Regions from separate parts of the Rattus norvegicus genome. Here region 1 is linked to region 2. A link is a contact called in public Hi-C data. All regions are on one chromosome and are shown on one strand. Each heading gives the region's core, a stretch centred on a gene start, on an enhancer-like site or on the middle of the called end of the contact. The rest is flanking DNA. Distances are from core to core; before and after follow the strand shown.

Region 1 (5,269 bases), core at 904-3,403, 170 kb before region 2:
GAGAAAAATTCTATGCTATGATTCTATGCTATGCACCAATAATAATAACCCAACTTGAGACTTCCTTTAATGACCACAGCTGTTGTAGAGATAGAGAATTTCAAATTTTTGTGTGAGCATAGCTAACTAAAACAATACACTGGATCATAGAACCTTTGGGACATTTGGTTCTACGATTTTATCATCTAGGGCTTTCTTTTTCACCATACAAGTACACATACACAAATAAAATCGCACCTCATTTATCTCTGTAATAAATGATGACTGCCCTTAGACAATTCACAGAAGATTTCAAGGGGGCAAACGAAGAGGTTATATATAGCTTTACTTCCCTAGATTTTAAAATGTTCAAATTTACTCTCTTTTCAATCATGAATTTCACTTTAAATGAATCATTACACACTTTTCAAGTGACGGTTAGACTTGCTTCAGAAAGGAAGCAAGGAGCCTTAGAGTCAACATAAGGGATGCGCAAACACACGACTCTAAGTGCCTGGAAGCATGACCTCAGTACGGACCACGTTGGGCAAACCACAGACTTGGTCCAGACAGTCTGCCCACTTAGATAAACTCCAAGGGAATCATCAGACTGATGGCAGTGGCTGGAACACCAAATGATAACCTTGACTCTCAGGGACCCATGCCATCCACTGTCCAGTAAAGGGCCAACCCGTAAGACTTACTTGGTAGGAGGAATGTCTGTAGAGTAAAGGTCTATGTCAGTGTCAGCCAACAGAACAGCCTTCATTCCCCTAGAGCTGAGAACTTGTTTACAGAATTTGCAACACAGGATGGACACGCATCGGTCCTTGAAAGTACAGTTGTTGGTAGACATAGCGTCCCGCGCAGGTAAGAGATGCAGAATTTTGAAAGGGGAAACCTTGATTTCCTCAGGCTAACAATCGAGTTTAAGGAAGGTCTTGAGTTCTCTAAGCTCTAAAACTAGGAAGAGAGTCCTGTTTTCCTGGTGGAAAGGTAAGATTAGTATTTATTGAGTAGGAGGAGCAAATGTTACTTCTTTTTGACCTGGGGAGGGAAGGGAAATGGGAGTTCGAGGTAGGGAGAGACAAGTGGAGTTGAAGGAAGACTTCGCCACAGGCTTTATTTTCTCTGGTCTTCAAGAATCTTTTGCTCTTCAGCTCTGACCCCAGCCCGGGAATTCGGCGATTCCCAGAGGGCTCTTCCCTTTAAAGCCTCGCCTCTCTGACCACTCCCAGCGCGAGCTCCGCCCGCAGAGCGCTCCAATTCCCTGCTCTGCTCCACGCGGCTTCTTCGTGGGATTCAACGCCCCTCAGTCCTTTCCGCGCCGGCTCTGGACCTGTCCCGCTCTCTCCTCTCCGAGCTCGGCCGCGGGCTCCCTCCCTCGCACCACGGCTCTCGGAGTCCTCTCTACCCAGCTCTCGCACTCGCTGCCCGTTACCCTTAAGGTCTCTCCCACAGCGGTGGCTCCAAAGTGAGCAGCGGTGTTGCGAGGTGGAGGGGAGAGGCCTTGGAATAGGCTCGGTCAGCACCGGAGTCAGTCACGGAACACGCCGGGTTTTGCTCTTTCTTCCGCTTTCTCTGCTTTTCTAACCCGCTGTCAGTTTGAATTGTCTGCGCCGAGCAGGGATTGGGAGGACTAGAATTCGACCAAGTCCCACATTGGAAGGCCAAGGGCCTTTTCCTGACGTGAGCTCAGAGGCCGCGCCCCAGTAACGGTGCCGATGTCAGATGGGCTCTCTGATTGGTTAAGATTAGCTCGGCCTCTAAGCTTATTGGCCAGCATCTGCTTGGATTAAACCCTTCTTCCCCCTGTGAACTTGGAAGACACACCCCGAGTTTCTTATTGGTAGATGTGCTTACTGTCCAGGCCAGTCTCTACTGCTTATTGGCTGAACTTCTCTCCTCCCTTTACCGTCCCGATTGGTCCTGTCTTCTCTTGCGAGTTTGTGTTTGGTTGTCGCTTCCATTTTATCCCGCCCATCAGTTCTACTTTAGGCTTTCACAGGCCGGGGAGTAGCTCACTCTGGGACTGAGCCTAGGCAGCTAGTGTTCGCCACACCTCTAAGTTTCGTCAGCCCCGCCTCTATTCCTGGCGTCTATGGATCAGTTATTATTATTGGCTGGAGGCCCCGTCAGTCGATAGAAGGCGGGCGGTGATTGGCAAAGGGGTGGGCTCTGCTTCCCGGCGGGGTCTTGCGGAGTTGGCGGAGTCTCCTTAGGGAACTGGGGGGCCGAACTGCGTAGAAGAGGGTGGCGGGGAGGAGAGCGCTAAGTGGGAAGCGGAACCTTGGGCCTGGGACCCGTCGCGGCAGAGCCAGGTAAAGGCTCCTTCTCTCCTTCTTCCCCCGTATGCCCGGCTGCTGCTCTGACTGAACAAACCGGGACTGGGCGGGTGGACGCGTTGCGGATGCTGCTGCCCTCGGCGCCGCCTTAGCGGTGCCGCCGCCCGCGGTCCTCACACCGCCCTCCTCGGCCCTCCAAATCCCCCAGTGCAGCCCATAATACTTCTCAGGACTGCTCATCTCTCCGCCCATCCCTGCACTGCCGAGGACTGTCCTCACGCGGCGACACCGCCCTCCCGCAGCCCCTTTGCACACGGCTGGTCGGGTCCACCTAAGGGGCCTCGCCGTAACGGTCCGCTGGCCTCGTCCCTGGTCTCCTAGCCTTGGCTGCCAGCCGAGGACCCGGAAAGATGGGGTGTTCCTCACGGCTTGCAGGGCGCTTTCTCTGTCCAGCTCTCCAGTCTGTCTCCCAGGGCTCTCCACCCACTCTGATATCCAAACCTCATGCGGGTCCCCAAAGTTGCCAACATCCTGCACTTCACGTTGCAGTCCACCGCGGTTTCTCTCACTGCCTCGCCCCCAAAGCCGTCCTCCCTGCGCCCTCTCTGGTCGTCCAAGCCTGGGCGGCTCGAGCTGGCCCGGGCTCTCTCCCGCCTCAGGACCCCACCTCACGCCCGCCTCCCGCTTCCTGTCCTCCCGCACCGCGCGGCCTCTGCTCGCTCTTCCTGCGCGCGGCCCTTCCTCCAGCCGCCCGGAGTAGGCGACACTGCCGGGAGCCGCCTGTGCGCCGGCGGGGACAGGGCGGCCTAGGAGGCAGGGGCCCGCGGTAGCACTGGAGCTCTTCCCTCAGCCTTCCTGCGGTCGCCTCTCGCGCCTCCTGGAGCGACTATCACTGATGCCTCTCACCCGACTGGGATTGGGTGCGGTATTTGTGATCCCTGGGCTTGGGGGACAAAAAATACTGGGGGTATCATTTAGAGTCACCCTCATACCTGGCTTGGGGGAGGCGACTGTTGCCTGCTGCCTCCCATCTCCGGGTTTTCCCGGTTTAGACCCTCGCCTCTAGCCCGTTTCCTGCTTCTGCCGACCACATTGTTTTCCTGGATGTCCCGTGCGGAGCGGGCCCTTCCTGCAGCGTTCCCCCCTCACCCCCCTTTTTGCTGCCAGGAGAAGCTAGTTACCAAAAACAAAACAACTGGGAGGAGGGGCGGCAGGAGAAGAAAAGTTGTGCCCGTCTGGTTTGTCCCCTCTGGTATTGATCTTGTAGATGTCTGGGAGGTGCCCCAGCCGGGGGTCAGGGGCCGTGTCTCAGGCTAGGCAGGAGGACCCCTCTTGGGCTAGCTGGGCTGGGAAAGCGCCGAGGTGCCGCAGTCCCCACCCGCATCTCTGCTTTCCCGCCGCAGTCTCCGCCCGGAGCACGCGCTGCCGGCTGCTCCGAAGTGTTCTCTTTCTGCCTTGAAGCAAAATCTGGAGGGAGCCTTTTTCCTCCCTACAACGCCACGCCGGGTCTTCTGATAGAGCGGGCGTTGGTAGGCCAAGATGAATGGGCCAAAGCTGGACTTGGAGTGTCATCCCCGACCCCACCCCTGTTGCGATTAGGATCTGCCCTAGGACTGATCGCCCCCTCCCCCCTTTTCTTGCATTTACAGCCCTGTGAACCGGAGCAAAGGACTTCCGATCCACTCTGCGCTGCAGCGGCACCCTTTTGGGATTTGATTTGCAGCATCTTTGAGCTGGTACCACACCAAAAAACAAAAACAAAACAAAACAAAAAACCGCGAAGAACGCCTAGCCCTCCCCTGGCACCCCAAGACAAACCCACTCCCTCCAAGGGACACAGCTGGGCGCGTCCACACCCCCGCATCCCCTACACCATGTTGTGCGGAAGGACTTCCACTCCCCGCCTGTGTCGTTGATGTCAGACCCCAGGCCAGCCTCCGGGCTCTGCAGTTCTCCTGGTTAATGCTGCGGCTGTGGTTAGGGCTTTAGTACATAAGCCAGCCGCCGCCGCCCCCCGCTTCCCCACCCCCGGCCTCAGCGCCCACAGCCTGCATGTGTGTGCGGTAGCCGGCTGCCCATCCCGCCTCTCGTGTTCTCCCGGAGCTCTGGATACCACCGCGGGGCATTTCTCTGCCCCCGGGAGAAGTGGCCTTGGAGGAATTGATATTAGTGGTTGGATTTTTCCCGTGGATCTATCAATTCACAATTCGGATTTGGAAGAAAAAAGGGAAACATGACGTCTCCAGCCAAATTCAAAAAGGATAAGGAGATCATCGCAGAGTATGATACTCAGGTCAAAGGTAAGGATTTTGAAAATTAGCATAAAGCTGATGTTCTGCAGACTGGTGAAGCATGCGTTTCCACCCCAATTTTCAGGGCGTGTTTCTTGGGTGGAGCAGGTGGCAAGTTGACCCCAGAGTGGGTTCATGGGTGGATCAGAGCCTTGGAATGATCAGCAGTGTCAGGGGCCACAGACACTGGAAGTGGGTTTCAGGAATATCTTTGTGGAGCTGGCCAGTAATTTGGCAGTTCTTTCCCAAAGGGTGGGGGAGGGGCAAGGAGGATCTCCGGGGAGAGAGAAAAAAAGCTGCGATTTGCCTTTGGGTGTCTTGAGTCAAGCTTCCTTGAAGGACAGCTGAGATCTGACAGGTGTTTGGACATTTATTTCAAAGGTTGAAGAGAAGTCCAGATGGCAAGGCAACCTTGAGAAGGATATAACGTTTGGAGAGACCTGGGAGAGGTGGGGTTTTTCTGGTGTACTGTGTTAAAGCTTGAAATTTGCCAAGACACTGGATTCAGGAAGTCCCTAGCCATATTGGGTGTACCTTGTACTTGCCTGACCCATGACCACCCTGCATACAATCAAAGATCGAAGACCAGAAAGAATAAGACCATCCAAACTGGTTTCTACCCTCACCCAAACCTTACAGAGTTAGGCTGTTAGGGTTTCAGACTGGTGCTGAAACTGGAAAATAGGAAGACATAATTGTTTAACCCTTCTGTGT
Region 2 (5,512 bases), core at 651-3,150:
TTATCTCGGCTTCCTTCCTACTGCAGTCAGTCAGTCCCTTGATATGGTCAGATCTACCCGAGACCACTTCCCTTGCTGCCAGGCCTGGGATGTCTGTGGTATGCTTATGTGTGTGCCGTCTCCTTCCCACAGCAGTGTTGTGACCTCGGCTACCATGCTAGCCTGAACCGGGCTCTACGCACTTTTCTGTCTGCTGAATTAAATCTGGAACAATCAAAACATGAAGGTCTGGATGCTATTGAAAATGCAGTGGAAAACCTAGATGCCACCAGTGACAAGCAGCGGCTCATGGAGATGTACAATAATGTTTTCTGCCCCCCTATGAAGTTTGAATTCCAGCCCCACATGGGAGATATGGTAAGGCCTTTCCCTACCTTGCACCTTTCCCCAAAGGGACTTGAATGTACTAGACTTATGTATAGTTTTATTGCATCTGAAGGAGAGGGGCTTCCTGTCAGGTAAACTGTTCCATTCTTTCAGACCCTTCAGTATATCTCTTTGGTTTTGACTGTTGTGTTTATCCTTGAGCCTAAGTTCATGTTCCATCTAATCCAGCCAACCTGAGCTGTAGAGTGTAGAGTGGATGATTCTCCCAGAGAGAATCCCACCCTCTCCCAAGTAACTGTGTTCCAGAAACCTGACTGGGGTGACCGGGGAATGAAGAAAAGTAGACACACACACAGAAAAGCTGGGGCTGGGTAGGTTGGGCTAGCTCTGATGGACGATACCACATTAGTCCTTGACATGACCATGTCCTTGTCAACAATACACGTTCACTCAGGATTTCATCCACCTTTTACAGATTCTCTCAAGAGCTTCCTCAGTTCCCCACAGTAGTTAGTGAGACCAAAAGGAGTAGATGAGAAGAGACCACAAATCAGCATGGTGCTCTGGTCCCTGGATTAGAGTCTGGGCTCTAGAAGCTTCGCTCTACCTGAAAGTAGTAGTGTGCTGCTCAGACAGTTGACTGTCACAGGCTGGCCACACTGCAGTAGCCCATCTCTGTCCTCTCCTTTTCTACTTGGGGAAAACCAGCCCTTTCCAGTTTGTTTCCATTGCTGTGGCTGAGCGGGTGCCAGCATCTGAATAGATGGAAACTAAAACAGCATCACATTAGCTAAAGTTAGAGGGGCACTGCCAGCCTCCAGGAAGCCCAGGCTTCACCTGTGTTGACTCTGTTCAGGTTTGTCTTCTAAGCCATTCTCCAGCTGCCGTTGAGATTCTTTCCCCAAAATAAGTGAACTTGGGACTATCTGAAGGGACTGGTTGATTATCTGAGTTCTCTTCTGAGCCAAACAGCATGTGTCCATGAAGGGGAATCCCGATGATAGGCCCTCAGGCCCTCCTTGCCCAGTGAGAACCACATTTCTGTACACAGATGGGGTGCATTGCCTTGCATCCTGGCGAAAGGTCACTGACAAAGCATGCGTCAGCAGCTCGCTGCTTCTTAAAGAAACAGCGTTGGAGGCGATGTCTTCCCTCTAGTTCTTCCATGCTAGGCCAGGTGACTTTATCAAATAAGAGTTCATTCTTTTGTCCTGTGTATGATACAGCTGATTGGTGGCTTGGCCAGAATTCCCCGTTCTAGTTTAGAGTGAGATGTCAAATCATTCTTGGGCCCTGCTAACATATAGGCAGAAGGAAGGAGCTGCCTGGAAGTCCTTTAAATGGGACCAAAGTTCAGTGGCATTTTAATGGAAGCTCTGAAATTGGCTACCCTGGTATTCTTGGGCCACAGGTAGATAGGACTGATGTCAGCTGCTCTCAGATGCACTAGGACTTGGTGCCTGTTTCTACTGTTGCTGCACCCAGAGGTTTGAGGGGCACTGGATGCACGACTGATGACATCAGGGCCAGAAACAGACATTTCATTCTTGGCAGTAACCCATCTGGCCAACAAGCTTTCTCCATTATGTCTACTTCTAAAAGCCATAGTGAAATCAGCTGCAAAGCTTGAGCAAGCCTCTCAGCTGAAGAGGAGATCGGAATCTCAAATACCAAAGGGGAAAGGGTCAATTTCCAGTCCCCTTCCTTTGAAGAGGTTTTAGTTTTTTGAGTAAGCAAATGGTTTACAAGTATGTGAGTCTGCTCAGTCTTTGCTGAGGGCAAAGGAGCCCAGTTCTATCCAGATGTCTCCTCTGGTAATAAGGTGACAGGCACTGCCTCCACGTGGGTCCTATCCTTCACCTCCCAGCCTTCTGCCTGCCATCAGTCATCCAGGAGATTATCAGATTACCTCATGCCGTAGCCTTACCTTTATCAAGAGACTCTTATCTAGGTCTGCGTTCCTTCACAGAGGATAAAGTTGGTTTATTGGGGATGGGGGGTGCAGGGGACCCCACAATGATGGCTATCTAAAAGATGTCAAGTTTCTTCTGTCAGATCTCATGCCTTCTGGGGCTTTCTAACTTGGGCTTAAGAACTTGTTCCCATATTCACATGAACTCTTTCCCATTGAGTCAAAGCTCTCGTGCATGGTCCAGATTTATAAACATACAGGCTGCCAGCAGCAGCAACTTAGCTTCCCGGCCCACTTCTCTCCTTCTTTCTAACTCTAGTGGATGAAGTGGGAGGAGGGAAGAGCAGAGAGGTGACCACTTGGACCTTTGGCAGGAACTTCACTGCCAAAGCATTGGTTTCTGGGCTGGAGCTGCCTGAAACACTCTGGTCCAGCCTCCTCAGAATCCCTTAGATCTGCAGATGCTGCTAGACCTACCCTGCCATCACCTGCCTGTCTGTGGGTTACAAAGAGAGAAACGTGGTCTTTCCAAACAGATTCTCCTCCCCTTTCACGTGAAGACTGCAAGCCTTCCATTAGTTGGGATACAATACAGTGTAAATCGTTCATGAGCAGTAATGAGAGCTCTGGAGTCCTCCTCCTGACCTTCTGTTGCTTTTTCTGACAGGCCTCTCAGCTCTGTGCCCAGCAGCCTGTCCAGAGTGAGCTGGTGCAAAGACGCCAACAACTGCAGTCTCGCTTATCCACTCTGAAGATCGAGAATGAAGAGGTGCGTGCGTTTCCTTCCTAGGAGGCTCGGAGCCACGGTTTCCTTGTTGAACTATTTGTGGTCGTCCATCAGGGACAAGTGGAAGGAGCATGCAGAGATTTCCTGGCCAGTGGAGGCTTGTGCTTTCCCTGCTGCTACATCCTGCCCTTGGTATTCAGGAAGTTGTTTGTACGATGCCAAAGGTTGTGCTCTGTTTTGGGCTTTTACAAAATGCCCCTCCCCACTACACATTTAATCAAAGTGGCACTTGGCCACGGTGTGAACTATATCAAGTCTCTGAAATGACCCACTCATGACTGGCTTTTTCCAGCATTTTCAAAAAGAAACCTTTTGACTTTGACACTTCAGACATCTCCTTCCTCCTACAGGAGGGTGACTTTTTTTTTTTCTAAACACAGCATATTTTCTTTTAATATCCAGTTTTACAAGCAAATTTTTAAAAGTTTAAAGGCAATCCAGTTTAAAAAGGTAATTCAGGTTTCTGTTGAGCTCAGATGGCTTCTTGTATTTTAGTAAGTCTTAATTTTACTAGGAAGTAGGGCTGGGTCACTTAGTTTGCAAATAGGACAACAAACCCATTGTTTGATCATGAAACGGTGGGTCATGAAACGGTGCCAGGAGCATTGAAGGACAAGCCTATCACATATTTTAATTAGCTCTGATATGATGGAAATACTGTTTTGCAATTATGTTTTCTATTTTCCTTTGCACTTCCACTATAATAAAGAAATAGCACTAACTCTTAAACTAAGTTTTGGAGCTGGAGAGGTGGTTAAGTGGCCAAAAGCACTGGTTGCTCTTGCACAGGACACAGGCTTGGCTTCTAGCACCTGCATGGTGGCTCCCAGCCATCTCTAACCTCAACTCCAGGAGCTCCAGCAGAAACCAGGCACTGTGTGAGACACACACACACACACACACATGCGGGTACAACATCCTTACACATAAAATAAGTCTCTTTGAAGAAAGTAAACATTACATAAGAGCGCCGCATTGGGTGCACAGCAGGAAGAGTGGTGTTTAGGTGTGTGCTGGGGAGAGCAGTGTGCTGAATCTGGGTTCCTGTCATATTCATCACTCAGCACTGTTCAGGGAGAAGTGTAATCCCTGCCTGCCTGCCTGCCTGCCTGCCTGCCTTCCTACTGCTCTCTTGAGAGGAGAGACATAGCCCTCTCAAGCTCCTCCTAGTTGCTCTATCACCTGCCATTTTATAGCCTGCTTCTCATGATTGCTTTGGCTATTATGGATATAGGTGAAAAAGACGATGGAGGCCACCCTGCAGACCATACAGGACATCGTGACTGTTGAGGATTTTGATGTATCTGACTGCTTCCAGTATAGCAATTCCATGGAGTCTGTCAAATCAACTGTCTCAGAAACGTTCATGAGCAAGCCTAGCATTGCTAAGAGGAGAGCTAACCAGCAGGAGACGGAACAGTTCTATTTCACGGTAAGGGCACGCTTTGGCCTTACAGGAACATCAGTAGACACTGACACCCACAGGAGCTTTTGTCTGAAAAGCAAGCTTTAAATACACAAGGTGTGAACCTGGCATTCTTGGACACCATCTCTACCCTTAAAGCAAAGGCATCTCCAAGTTATTTGTTTTAGCTGGGGACCTGAAAGGGCGCTCCTAAATAAATCACTAAGAAAAAGACAAGGGAACTCTTCAATCAGCTCGAACGCTTTCATTCTCAGTCACAGGAGAGCATGTCAAGGGAATTAAGTTTATTGCTTTTTTTGAGAACTATATTCAAATATCTTTGCCAATATGTATATTGTTTTAAGAAATTTAAAGTGGGCTGGGGATTTAGCTCAGTGGTAGAGCGCTTACCTAGGAAGCGCAAGGCCCTGGGTTCAGTCCCCAGCTCCGAAAAAAAGAACCAAAAAAAAAAAAAAAAAAGAAATTTAAAGTCTCTCCTAAGTGATTTGAATACATTATCATATAACTTCCATTATTAGGAAGTGATTTTTCCTAATTATTTGTAAAAGTTAAAGAGACTTAAATGAGCAACTTGTTGGGTTTGTAGAGAATTCTAAAGCAGAATATTTTATTCATTTTTCTCCTTTTAGATGGGTAGGTGTGTGTCTATGTGTGAGTGTCTGTGTGTACAATGTTAACAGTTTTTTTAAAAGCTGTCAGCTGGTCTTTTGTGCTGCTTTTTAATAATTAAAATGTTCTGAACTTGCCAAGTCCGACTTTTTGCCTGCACCAACATTTATTTCCTTATCTTCTGATGACCAAGAAAAGAAAAACTGACTTTTCAGTTGTAAGATAAAACACGGCTACTGAAAATGCACACTGACCAAATGAAAGGACTTCGCTTGTCTTCCAGTCATGAAGCACTCTCAGCATGGAGCAAATTAGATTTTTTCTTCCAGCTGGGACAATTTGTTTAATTTTTTTTGAACGTTCTCCTTTTTTCTTTAAGAGCTCTAACATGATTGATTGATGTTTTTGTAAATCTGTTTCAGTTAGTTAAGCTCCAAATCTTTGGTGTTTT

Evidence for each region. Hi-C and Micro-C count contacts between places; a contact is called where the count stands out from the background.
Region 1: a contact with region 2 is called in a Hi-C map of Schwann cells, with 4 times the contacts expected there. The contact joins the promoter of Srgap2 here to the enhancer-like site in region 2. A contact is called at or near these places in 4 of 12 Hi-C or Micro-C datasets (Schwann cells, frontal cortex, hepatocytes and 1 more) and 1 of 1 datasets of contacts at active chromatin or transcription factors (oligodendrocytes).

Annotation. Positions count from the first base shown.
Region 1 is chr13:45,516,214-45,521,482 of GRCr8, reverse strand. Srgap2 (SLIT-ROBO Rho GTPase activating protein 2) reads left to right here and starts at 2,153. Exons shown (of 23, transcript NM_001401376.1): 1 at 2,153-2,300; 2 at 3,914-4,564. The coding sequence starts at 4,498. It overlaps Fam72a (family with sequence similarity 72, member A), which reads right to left and starts at 1,543. Exons shown (of 4, transcript NM_001081451.2): 1 at 684-1,543. The coding sequence starts at 835.
Region 2 is chr13:45,346,734-45,352,245 of GRCr8, reverse strand. It overlaps Srgap2 (SLIT-ROBO Rho GTPase activating protein 2), which reads left to right. Exons shown (of 23, transcript NM_001401376.1): 8 at 133-357; 9 at 2,907-3,008; 10 at 4,261-4,458. Among named protein-coding and RNA genes, the nearest start is that of Ikbke, 60 kb to the right of the region's middle. Within about 2 kb of position 1,900, at least 5 of the 93 cell types and tissues checked have an H3K27ac peak or open chromatin away from gene starts, as enhancers often do. A contact at or near this core is called in Schwann cells, where this site is marked.